Regions from separate parts of the Oryctolagus cuniculus genome. Here all the other regions are linked to region 1. A link is a contact called in public Micro-C data. All regions are on one chromosome and are shown on one strand. The core of a region is the stretch at or near the end of the contact, and the rest is flanking DNA. Distances in the headings are between cores, read along the strand shown. Region 1 holds the start of DYNLRB1 (dynein light chain roadblock-type 1). Region 2 holds the start of AHCY (adenosylhomocysteinase). Region 3 holds the start of TP53INP2 (tumor protein p53 inducible nuclear protein 2).

What was found. A called contact is a pair of places that touch in the nucleus more often than the background predicts.
Region 2: a Micro-C map of ear pinna shows a contact between it and region 1, with 4 times the contacts expected there. The contact joins the promoter of AHCY here to the promoter of DYNLRB1 in region 1. A contact is called at or near these places in 2 of 6 Hi-C or Micro-C datasets (ear pinna and an unstated tissue).
Region 3: a contact with region 1 is called in a Micro-C map of ear pinna, with 4 times the contacts expected there. The contact joins the promoter of TP53INP2 here to the promoter of DYNLRB1 in region 1. A contact is called at or near these places in 2 of 6 Hi-C or Micro-C datasets (ear pinna and an unstated tissue).

The regions. Positions count from the first base shown.
Region 1 is chr11:23,578,295-23,581,756 of mOryCun1.1, reverse strand. DYNLRB1 (dynein light chain roadblock-type 1) reads left to right here and starts at 1,555. Exons shown (of 4, transcript XM_002710795.5): 1 at 1,555-3,382. The coding sequence starts at 3,380.
Region 2 is chr11:23,776,062-23,779,523 of mOryCun1.1, reverse strand. AHCY (adenosylhomocysteinase) reads right to left here and starts at 1,699. Exons shown (of 10, transcript XM_002710796.5): 1 at 1,491-1,699. The coding sequence starts at 1,518. LOC103348190 (a long non-coding RNA gene) reads left to right here and starts at 1,846. Exons shown (of 3, transcript XR_007919648.2): 1 at 1,846-2,023.
Region 3 is chr11:23,397,750-23,401,211 of mOryCun1.1, reverse strand. TP53INP2 (tumor protein p53 inducible nuclear protein 2) reads left to right here and starts at 1,833. Exons shown (of 4, transcript XM_070051952.1): 1 at 1,833-2,067. It overlaps LOC138844315 (a long non-coding RNA gene), which reads right to left and starts at 2,225. Exons shown (of 2, transcript XR_011379942.1): 1 at 2,080-2,225.

The DNA.
Region 1 (3,462 bases), core at 306-2,805:
AACCCTGCCTCAGAGCTGCCCCGCTGCCCCATGTCCTTCATCCCTGACTTCTTTCAGCATAACAGCCTCCTGTCTTTAGTGTTTCCGTTTCCGAATGCCCTCCAGTCCCGTCTTCTCTCCTGCTTCAGAATGATCTGTGGAATAGATCTCAGGCCTCTCCTCTGCTTAAATTCTTAGGTCACCACAGACTAAACTCCATTAACTTTTTTTTTTTTTTTTTTTTTTTAATTTTTGACAGGCAGAGTGGACAGTGAGAGAGAGAGACAGAGAGAAAGGTCTTCCTTTGCCGTTGGTTCACCCTCCAATGGCCGCCGCGGCTGGCGCGCTGCGGCCGGCGCACCGCGCTGATCCGATGGCAGGAGCCAGGAGCCAGGTGCTTTTCCTGGTCTCCCATGGGGTGCAGGGCCCAAGCACCTGGGCCATCCTCCACTGCACTCCCTGGCCACAGCAGAGGGCTGGCCTGGAAGAGGGGCAACCAGGACAGAATCCGGCGCCCCGACCGGGACTAGAACCCGGTGTGCCGGCGCCGCTAGGCGGAGGATTAGCCTAGTGAGCCGCGGCGCCGGCCCTAAACTCCATTAACTTGTAAGTCTGACAGTCAAGGTTGTTAGTCCTACCTCCAGGTGCCTGTACACCTTCATTTTGGCTCCAGGCACATAACTTCAATATTGTCTTTTCTGCTTCTGGAATTGTGATCTTTCGTAGGGTCTGGTTCTGCAGGTGCACGGTAGCAGTGATCGTCCTGGGCCTGTCTTCCAGCATGTTTTGGGGTCCAGTCACTGCAGCACTTCTTCCCTTGCTAAACGAGTTCCTGATGTTTCCAGCATTTGATAATCAGTCCTTGGTATCCAAGTCTACAAAGTTTTATTTTGCAATAATTTTTGCAGAACTCCTGCTTCACCCAGCTTTCTCCAATGGTAACATCCCACATAGTGGTGGTACAGTTATCAGAACTGGTACATTAACACTGGTAAAATTACACTGAACTACAGTCCTTATTCAGATTTCACCAGTTTTTCCACCAAATGATATTTTTCTTTTTTCCTTATAAGGTTTCTTCCAGTCTATGACAGCTCCTCATTCATCCCTTGTCTTTAATGGCCTTTAGATTATTTTATTTATTGGAAAAGCAGAGAAATATCTCCCATCTGCTTGTTCACTTTCCAAGTGCCAGCAACAGCCAGGGCTAGGCCAGGCCAAAGCCTGGAGCCAGGAACTCTACCAGCTTCCCCTACGTGGGTGGCAGGGACCCAACTCCTTGAGCCATCACATACTGCCTCCCAGTGTACACATGAGCAGGAAGCCAGAATTGGCATTAGAGCTGGAGCTGAAACCCAATGCACTCCAATGTGGGATTCAGGCATCTCGGTCAACATCTTAACTGCTGTGTCAGTCGCCCACCTGACCTTCAGATTTTTGAGCACTGATCAGATGCCTTGTAAAATATCCTTCAAATTGAGTTTAACTACATTCCTCATTATAAGGCTCTTGAATTTTGTGAAAAACAATGAGGAGGTGATGTGCCCTTAGCTCTTCCCATTATCAGTCATTTTTTTTTTTGACAGGCAGAGTTAGAAAAGTCTGCCTTCCGTTGGTTCACGCCTTAAATGGCCGCTACGGCTGGCGCACCGCGCTGATCCGATGCCAGGAGCCAAGTGCTTCTCCTGGTCTCCTATGGGGTGCAGGGCCCAAGCGCTTGGGCCATCCTCCACTGCACTCCCTGGCCACAGCAGAGAGCTGGCCTGGAAGAGGGGCAACCGGGACAGAATCCGGCACCCCAACCGGGACTAGAACCCGGCGTGCCGGCACGCGCAGGCGGAGGGTTAGCCTAGTGAGCCGCGGCGCTGGCCCCATTATCGGTAATATTATCTTGATGCTCAGGTGGCATCTGCTAGGTTTCTTGGCTGGAAAGTCAGTCTCCGATCTGTTAACTTCCAGACACCCCTGCAAGGAGCACCAGATCCTTTCCCACTAGGCGCAGGCTCCCGTGGATTGAAAAATTTGAAGTTAAATCATCAGCCTTGCCTTCAGCAAGCTCCAGGGTCTTGAAATAACAGCATTTGTAAAGTAAGGAAGCCAATACTCATTATGCTAAGGCTACTGGAGATAACATTTGAAAAGTGTTCTGGGGGTGGCGCTGGCGTGCAGCGCCAGCATCCCGTATGGGTGGGTGCCTGTTCATGTCCTGGCTGCTCCGCTTCCAATCCAGCTCTCTGCTATGGCCTGGGAAAGCAGTGAAAGATGGCCCAAGTCCTTGGGCCCCTGCTACCCACGTGGGAGACCCAAAGCCTGGCCCAGTGTGGGCCATTGTGCCCATCTGGGGACTGAACCAACAGATGGAAAATCTTTGTCTCTTCCTCTCCAACTCTTCCAAATAAATATTTTGTAAAACGTTCTGCATAGTAATGTGGCAAAAGGTTTTAACCGCGTTATTTCCTGCAGGAAGACACAGAAGTTTTTGTAGCCTGTTGGAGAAGACGGTTTAAAAAGCGGGAAAATGGCACAACATAAGGCTCTAGGAAGAAGTGTCCCCTTTTTTAAAGATGAGAAAGTGATAAAAGGAGATTCAAGTGGTGTCTCCAAGTAACACATGTGTAGTGAGACGGGGCTGGGATTCCTAGGTCTGTGGACGCCCATGCCAGCCCTGACCTAATTCATGGAACATTCCCACGGGGGTTGGCCTGGAGACTCCAGCGATGTCGGGCCATTTGCAAGGTGTCAGCACATTTGGGCTTCGCACTGCTTTGGGCCTCATTCTGGACGGCTCAGCAAGGTCTGCCTGCTTTCATAATCTGTCATCTTCCACCCCGGGTTTCCCAAACTGCTCAGGCCTCTGCTGGAGTTGAAAGCCGCTTCCGACACCGAGAACCAGCATCCTTTCGCCACAGCCGTCGTCAGGAACTGTCCATTGCTTGAACGTCCATTAGACTTCGCTTTGGGAGGGCGGGAGAGCAAATTTTCCACAGGCCGGGGAGGTGGGGGGGGGAGCTCAGAACGGCTCCCATCAGCACCTGTTTGTGTTCCTGATGCTGCTAATGGCCTGAGAAAGCAGTGGAACCCGCCGCGGTGCTTGGGCCCCTGTACCACGAGGGAGACCCGGAACCCCTGGCTTCTGATCGGCCCAGCCCGTTGAGGCTATTTGGGGAGTGAACCAGCGATTGGACAATCTCCCTGTATGTCCCTCTGTGAAATTCTGCCTTTCAAATAAATAAAAAGTCTTAAATAAAAAAAAAAAAAAAATAGCTCGGCGCTCCCCGCCCGCCCCGTGCTGGCTCCTGATAGGCCCTCGAACCTGTCTGTTTTGACGTGCTGCGCAGGCGCAGAAAGACAAGAGACTAGGCTGTGTGTTCGCGAAGCTGAGCCCCTGGATCTGTCTGACATGGTGAGTGTCCACCCTGTCCTTGCGGCTGGCGGCCGCCCACCACCCCACGCCTGGCCTCCCATCCTCAGGGGTCTTCTCGG
Region 2 (3,462 bases), core at 450-2,949, 200 kb before region 1:
ACGGAAGGAAGACCTTTCTCTCTGTCTCTCTCCCTCACTGTCTAACTCTGCCTGTCAAAAAAAAAAAAAAAAAAAAAAGATGCCACCACAAGACGGGGTCTGGCACATGGCAAGCCCTCCTCCACCCAAAGGCGTCCTTCCTCTGTCCCTACTCAGCCAAGCTCTCTCGCCTCACCTCCAGCCACACTCCACTGCCCGCACCCTTACCCACCCATCTCTCTCCACACGAAGACAAGTCCCCCTTCCAGTTCTGTCACTAATGTGACCTTGACTTGACCTCTCTGGGTTCAGTTCCATCCCCCACACTGGGTGAACAGCATTTTAACAGAACCTTTCCAAGTTACTTCCGTTCAGGGCGTTTCTTCCTTTGCATCACAGGCGCCTGTCCGCCTCTATAAGGATCATTCTTCAGGCCCGCTGCACGTGCTCCATAAATATCTCACGCCTTTGGCCGGGCAGCCGCTAGCTAGCCGAACAGGATTTTGCTGAGAGCTCAGTAGGGCTGTTCCCGGGTGTATACTCCTATAAGGAGACTTCAAAAAGTCCTTGGAAAACTGAATGCAAATAAGTTTATTTTGGTGCAAAAACTTCTCAAGTCCGTGCTTAAGGTGAAAAGGGCACACCTAAGAGGTCTGGATGGCTTGGGTTCGAATCCTGCTCCACCACCTCCGGCTTTAACTGTTTGCACTTTACTCCCATGTCCCAGAATCCTCATTGTAAAAGCAGATTAGTCCCCACCCCAGAGAGCTCTGAGAACAAACTGAGTTACTCTAGAATAAGCCTAGAAGGTAGTGCCAGTCCCACAGTTAAACGCTCAGCAAACGTTAACCGTCACTACAATCCAGGAAGGACTTTTCTAACGACTCGAAACTTTCTTTGACTCCCTGCATGCCTGTCCCTGTCGCCTGGGTGGAGGAACGGCACAGACTGAGTAGCCTAAAGTTCCCCGTGTGTGGACCCCTGCCAGGGTCGGCTCGCTGGCCAGGCCTCCCCTCCACACGCACTTCGGAGCTCCAGCGCCCTCGCCTTCCCTGCAGGAGGCCAGGAAACGGGTGGGCTCTTGTCCAGGGACCGGCCAGGTCGAGCAGGCTCGATCCGCGGCACCGGCGCATTCCAGCAGGTGCCCGCAGTCCCAGACCACTGCCAGGTGGTTTTCCCACCCCGCCCCCGCCGCCTCCCGGCGACCATGCCGCCAGTTCGCGGCTCCGCAGCCCGCGCGGAGGTACGGGGCGTCGCGGGGCACGCCGGGACTTGTAGTCCGCGGCCGCCTCAAACGACCAGCTCGCCGCGACGCGATAACTCCAACCCCCAGGCGGCCTCGCGCGGCCAGAAATGCGCCGAGCCTGCGATTCCAAGGGGTCCTGGGCACCTTGGGTCGGCCCTGAGGCCGCCACCCACAACAAACCCCGGGCTGGCCCCGTAGCCGCCGCCCAGGAGAAGTCCCGGCCGGCGCAGGGTAACTGCGGCTGACCACAAATCCAGGAACTCACCGACTTTGTAGGGCAGTTTGTCAGACATTCTGGCGGTGTTGCTGCACGCGGTGATGGACACGGGCGAAAAGGGGATCAGGCCTAGAGCAGAAATCAGGCACTGGGCTGGCGGCGCGGGGCAGGAATCTGCGCGTGGCGCCGGCGCCTTTAAATATCTTCCTCGTTTTGCATATTCATGAGTCCCGCTGAGGCTGAGCCCGAGGGGCGGGGCCCACGCACGGGGGCGTGGCCAGAGTGAACTTCGATCCCTGCTCCGGACTCTGAATTTTGTCCAGTGCTATCGATCGACCTTCGGCTCGGCTTCCCCAAGGGACACCTGGCCATTGTTCCTTTCATTTATTCTGCCTCTGATTCCAGGGCCAAAATCAGGAGGAACTGAACTTCCAGCCAGTTCCCTTTCTCGAGCTTCGATTTCCCCACCTGTAAAATGGGCGGAATGATACCTCCCCCACAGATTTTAGACAGAGCCACAGTATGCCACGGATGTGGCACACCCCAGATCTCCCCTGCCGCACGCAATCACCACCCTGAGAGTAAGTACATGTGCATGCATTTCTTTATACATTAAAACAATTCATAGGCTTATGTGTTTAAAACCTTTATGTGTGGTACCTACCACAGTTAGCTTTGTGCTGCTTGCTTTTCTCTGAGCATTATGTTCCTAAGAGTCATGCATATAATTTGCGCATGTTTGTATTTGCTGCCTACAGTACTTCGGTGTCTCCATACCATGATTTATTTGTTCTATCTGGCTGACGTTCAGGCTGTGTGGTGTGTCGCTCTTGCATAGATGGAGCCATGAACATGCTGCCCTTGTCTTCTCACGCCCGTGAGTGGGTTTCTCCGGGGCCCGAGTGTACCCCGGGGTGGAGTTTCTGGGCCGATGGTGCATCCTTAGCTTTTCCTACATGCTGCTTTCCACGGTGGCTTTGTCACAGGCAGTGCCTGAGAGCGCGGGCTCGGCCACATCTCTGTTACCTCTCATTGTCTGACAAGCTGTTGTCCAACTCGTGGAGTGAAAAGTCTCTCTTGGGTTTTTGTTTTTGTTTTTGTTTTTGATAGGTAGAGTGGACAGTGAGAGAGAGAGAAAGGTTTTCCTTTTCCGTTGGTTCACCCCAAGATGGCTGCTATGGCTGGTGCGCTGCGCTGATCTGAAGGCAGGAGCCAGGTACTTCTCCTGGTCTCCCATGGGGTGCAGGGCCCAAGCACTTGGGCCATCCTCCACTGCACTCCCTGGCCACAGCAGAGAGCTGGCCTGGAAGAGGGGCAACTGGGACAGAATCTGGCGCCCCGACCGGACTAGAACCCAGTGTGCTGGTGCCGCTAGGCGGAGGATTAGCCTAGTGAGCCACAGCGCCAGCCTCTTGGGGGGTTTTAATTGGCCACCTGAAGCCCTTTAATTTCTCTCAGCCCCATGCCCACTCTTCCCACTTTCACCCCCATCTCCTCCCTCTGCTTCTCAAACTTTTGTCCCCACCCTGAGTGTGCACTTTCCCATCTCCAGTTTGGCCCTCAGCTGTGTAGCCTCGGCCCCCAGTCTCCACTGAAACTGCTCCAGCTGAGGTCATCAGGGAACCTGCTGGGAATTTTTGTCGTCAGCACTACTTTTTATTTTATTTTATTTTATTTTATTTTATTTTTATTTTTTGACAGGCAGAGTGGACAGTGAGAGAGAGAGACAGAGAGGAAGGTCTTCCTTTGCCGTTGGTTCACCCTCCAATGGTCACCACGGCTGGCACGCTGCAGCCAACGCATCACGCTGATCCGAAGGCAGGAGCCAGGTGCTTTTCCTGGTCTCCCATGGGGTGCCGGGCCCAAGTACCTGGGCCATCCTCCACTGTACTCCCTGGCCACAGCAGAGAGCTGGCCTGGAAGAGGGGCAACCGGGACAGAATCCGGCGCCCTGACCGGGACTAGAACCCGGTGTGCTGGCGCCACAAGGTGGAGGATTAGCCTAGTGAGCCGCGGCGCC
Region 3 (3,462 bases), core at 584-3,083, 180 kb after region 1:
GTGGCAAAACAGTGAGACAGGAGAGCTCAGTTAGCGATTATCCAGGTTCAATCAACAAGGAGGTCAAAGGAAGGCAGGAGGTTAGCAGGAAGTGGCCGTGGTGGGCAGAGGCTCAGGGTTGCAGGGATGAGGACACGCGGGGACGTCACTCCTAGGAACACAAGGCCACTCCCCTTCCCGTGGGAGCCTCTGGGTGGCACTTCCAGGGCCCCTTTCCCACATGCCAGGGCTGCGGTGTCCCTCAGAAGTGCCACGCCAGGCGGGGCCGGGGTTTTTCTCCCCACAGCACTGACCTCTGGAGTAGCTCCCCCTGGGCCTGACCCTTCCCCAGCAGCTCTGCTCCACTGAGAGGGGACCCTGGGGAGCCGAGGGTCTGTACGCGTGGTCTCTCCCCAGGCATCTCCCAGGCCACTGGAAGAGGTAGGGCCTGGCGTCTGGCCCTGGCAGGATCCCGAGGGTGGAGGGCTTGGAGACCGTAGTGTCCATTCTGGAAGGAAGCTGGGACAGAAACTCAGCCCCAGGGAGGAATGGGACTTGTCAGATTTCACACAGCCAATCGGGGACACAGTTAGGCCTCGAACTCAGATCTCTGGTGGTGGTGGGGGGGGGGGGGTTGACACATTCTGGGGTTTAGATCACCTGGTGCATGGAGAGATTGAAGACGGCCAGGGCCAGAAGCTATAGGTTCGAATCTTGTGTGTGTGTGTATTTAAAGAATTTATTTATTTGAAAGAGTTACACAGAGAGGGAGAGAGAAACAGAGATCTTCCATCCTCTGGTTTACCCCCCAGATGGCCACAATGGCCAGGCCTGGGCCAGGCTGAAGCCAAGAGCCTGGTCTCCCATGAGTGCAGCCAGGGCCCAAGCAGTTGGGCCATCTTCCGCTACTTTTCCCAGGCCATAGCAGGGAGTTGGACTGAAAGGGGAGCAGCCAGGACTCGAAGTGGCATCTCTTTACCAGCTACACAGGCCCCGGGGTTCACGTCCTGACTCTGGTGTTGACTATAGCCTACTTACTCCGGGAAGTCACTTATGCTCTCTGAGTTTGTTTCCTTAAGTGTAAAATACCCACTCTGCGGGGTTGCTGTGAAGTTCAAGCACCACGCCACAGTGTCTGGTTCACAGGAAGTGGTCGGGGTCTGCTGGTGGTGTGCCTGTGGTAATGACCGCTAGTGCATAACGGCGTGTGAATTCACACAGTAACAGTGAGATGTGTGAGTCTCGTCGTCTCCATACGTCAACCCAGCCCTAGAGGCAACGTGGATCAAACAGCGTGTGCAAACGCACCAGCCCAGCCCGGGCGCTAAGTCAACAATTCCTCTCCAAGTCCTACTACCTGCCCAGGAGCTCCGCAGGAGCGGAGAAAGGGGACAGCCCCTCCTCCCCGTCTTGCTCAGCTGAGGCAGAGGGAGTGGGAAACCAGGGACGCAGGGGGCGAGCAGGGCGTGGGGGCAGCGTGGGGCGTGGAGGGGCACGGACGCGGCGTGGAGTCCAGGACGAGCGCAGCTCCGGGGACTTGGACACAGGGTGCAGGCCAAGGACGCGAGCGCAGAGGGAGGGGGGGAAGGCGCGGCGACCCGCGTTAGCAGTGCGAGATCAAGGTCACCCGGGGCAAGCAGGGGGGCCGTCCTCACGGGCGGGGGGGTTCCTAGCTACCGGAAGCGGCCTGTCCCGGGCCCCCGGGGCTCCGAGCACCGCTCGCATGCTCGCCCGAGCCGCTGCACAGCAGCCGGCGAGCCGCGGCGGGGGCGGGCCGAGGGGGGGGACCCGCAGCCTGGGATTGGTCGCCGGGGCGCCGGCCGTGACGCGAGGCGGGCGGCCCCTTTGTGACGTCACAATCAGCTGTTTGAACGTTCCAATTTGTGCCGTGAGCCGCGCCGCAGCGGCCGCACAGGCTTCCAGCCCCGTGGGCGAGCGCCGCAGCTCCGAGCGCCCGCCGCCGCCGCCGCCTCCCCGCCCGCCGCCCGCGATGCAGCCCGGCCTGTGAGCCGCCGTCGAGCCCTGGGACGCCCCCGCCGCACAACTACCTCAGCACCGCCCCGCCCGCTGCACCGCGCAGGTGCCCAGGTGAGTCCCTACCGATTAGGATCAGGGGGCTCCTGGCGCCCCGGGACACGCCCTGCGCCCCCCGCGTCCCGGCCTTTGTCTGTCTCCGCCGGCGGCCGCGGGGGCAGCGTTCCCGGCTCCCGATTGGCTGCCGCACGCCCAGTAGACCGTGACGTCTTCGTATTTACATATGACATTGAGACGTCACCAAGGCCAGCCCCGCCCCTTTCCCCCAGATTGGGTCGCCTGTCCTCCGGTGACCCGGTGGGCGCTGTGTCAGGGCCGGAGCTTGGGTGAGGGACGCCGACAGGCAAGCGAGCCGGGGAGGGGGTCTCGGCAGTTTCCTGGGCTAACTTGAGGGCTGCCATCGGGTCTCTGACCCCCAACTTTTCTTCTTGCTACCTGCCGGGGGTCGGACGGCGCTGCTGGGCTGGGGGGTTGTCGGGGACTCGGGGCGGGCTCGGACTCCAGGTGGTTGGGGACGGCACCAGATGGTGGCGGAATCCCCTCTGTCCCCGCTCCAGGCTCCGCCCCTCAGGGACTAAACATCCTCCTAATCCCTGACTGGTGTGCTGCGCTCGGCTGACGTCAGTGCCAGCCACCAAAGGAAGGGTCTCAGACCCCATTTCGTGGGAGGGGAGACTGAGGGGAGGTGGCTTACTCGAGACCACATGTCCAGTTAGAGTGACAGGTGCGTTATCCACGGGCAGACACAGTGGGTGGTGGGTGCTCAGCACCAGTTAGTTACCTGCTGCCCACCCTCCCGCTGGGGAGCTTCTCCTATAGGGCGCCCAGCTCGCCTCACTCCTGGGTCTTTGTCCAGGAAACCTCTGGGGACAGGGTCCCCTTTTGTGGCCCTGACCCCGTCTGTCCCCTCTCTATGATAGAGTCCCAGCTGCTTCCCAGCTGCTCTGACCACTGGCCGTCAGGGTGTCTCTGGGCTAATGTTGGTTGGGTGGGGGGTGGAGGGTGGGGTGAGGGCTCTCTGAACTGGCCCTTCATCGCCTCGCTGACTCCCAGGGTTGTCAGCAGGAAGGACAGGACCCTGGCAACTGCTGGTGATTGCAGGCTTTCCGCCACCTTTCTCTCGACTCGCAGGGCTAACAGAAGCCTCTGACTTCCCAAGAGGATGCGCCTGGAGGTGCCACCGGAGCCCCGTCCCACCCTGGGCTTTGCTCAAGATGGGCCGGGGTAGAGGTGGCTTAGGGCTCAAGTGCTATTCTGGGCACAGCTGCTGTGGTTATTAAAGGGGAATGATTCTCCCTGGAGCAGAGCTGGGAATCTGAGAACCAGGAAGCTGGCAGGGCTGGGAAAGAAAATCCAAGAGGCTCGGCTAGTGGTCAGGAGAGGGGGCGGGCACTGGCTGGCTAGTGCTGCTGTCGCTCCTGACCTGTCACTGACTTGCTGCAGGACCTG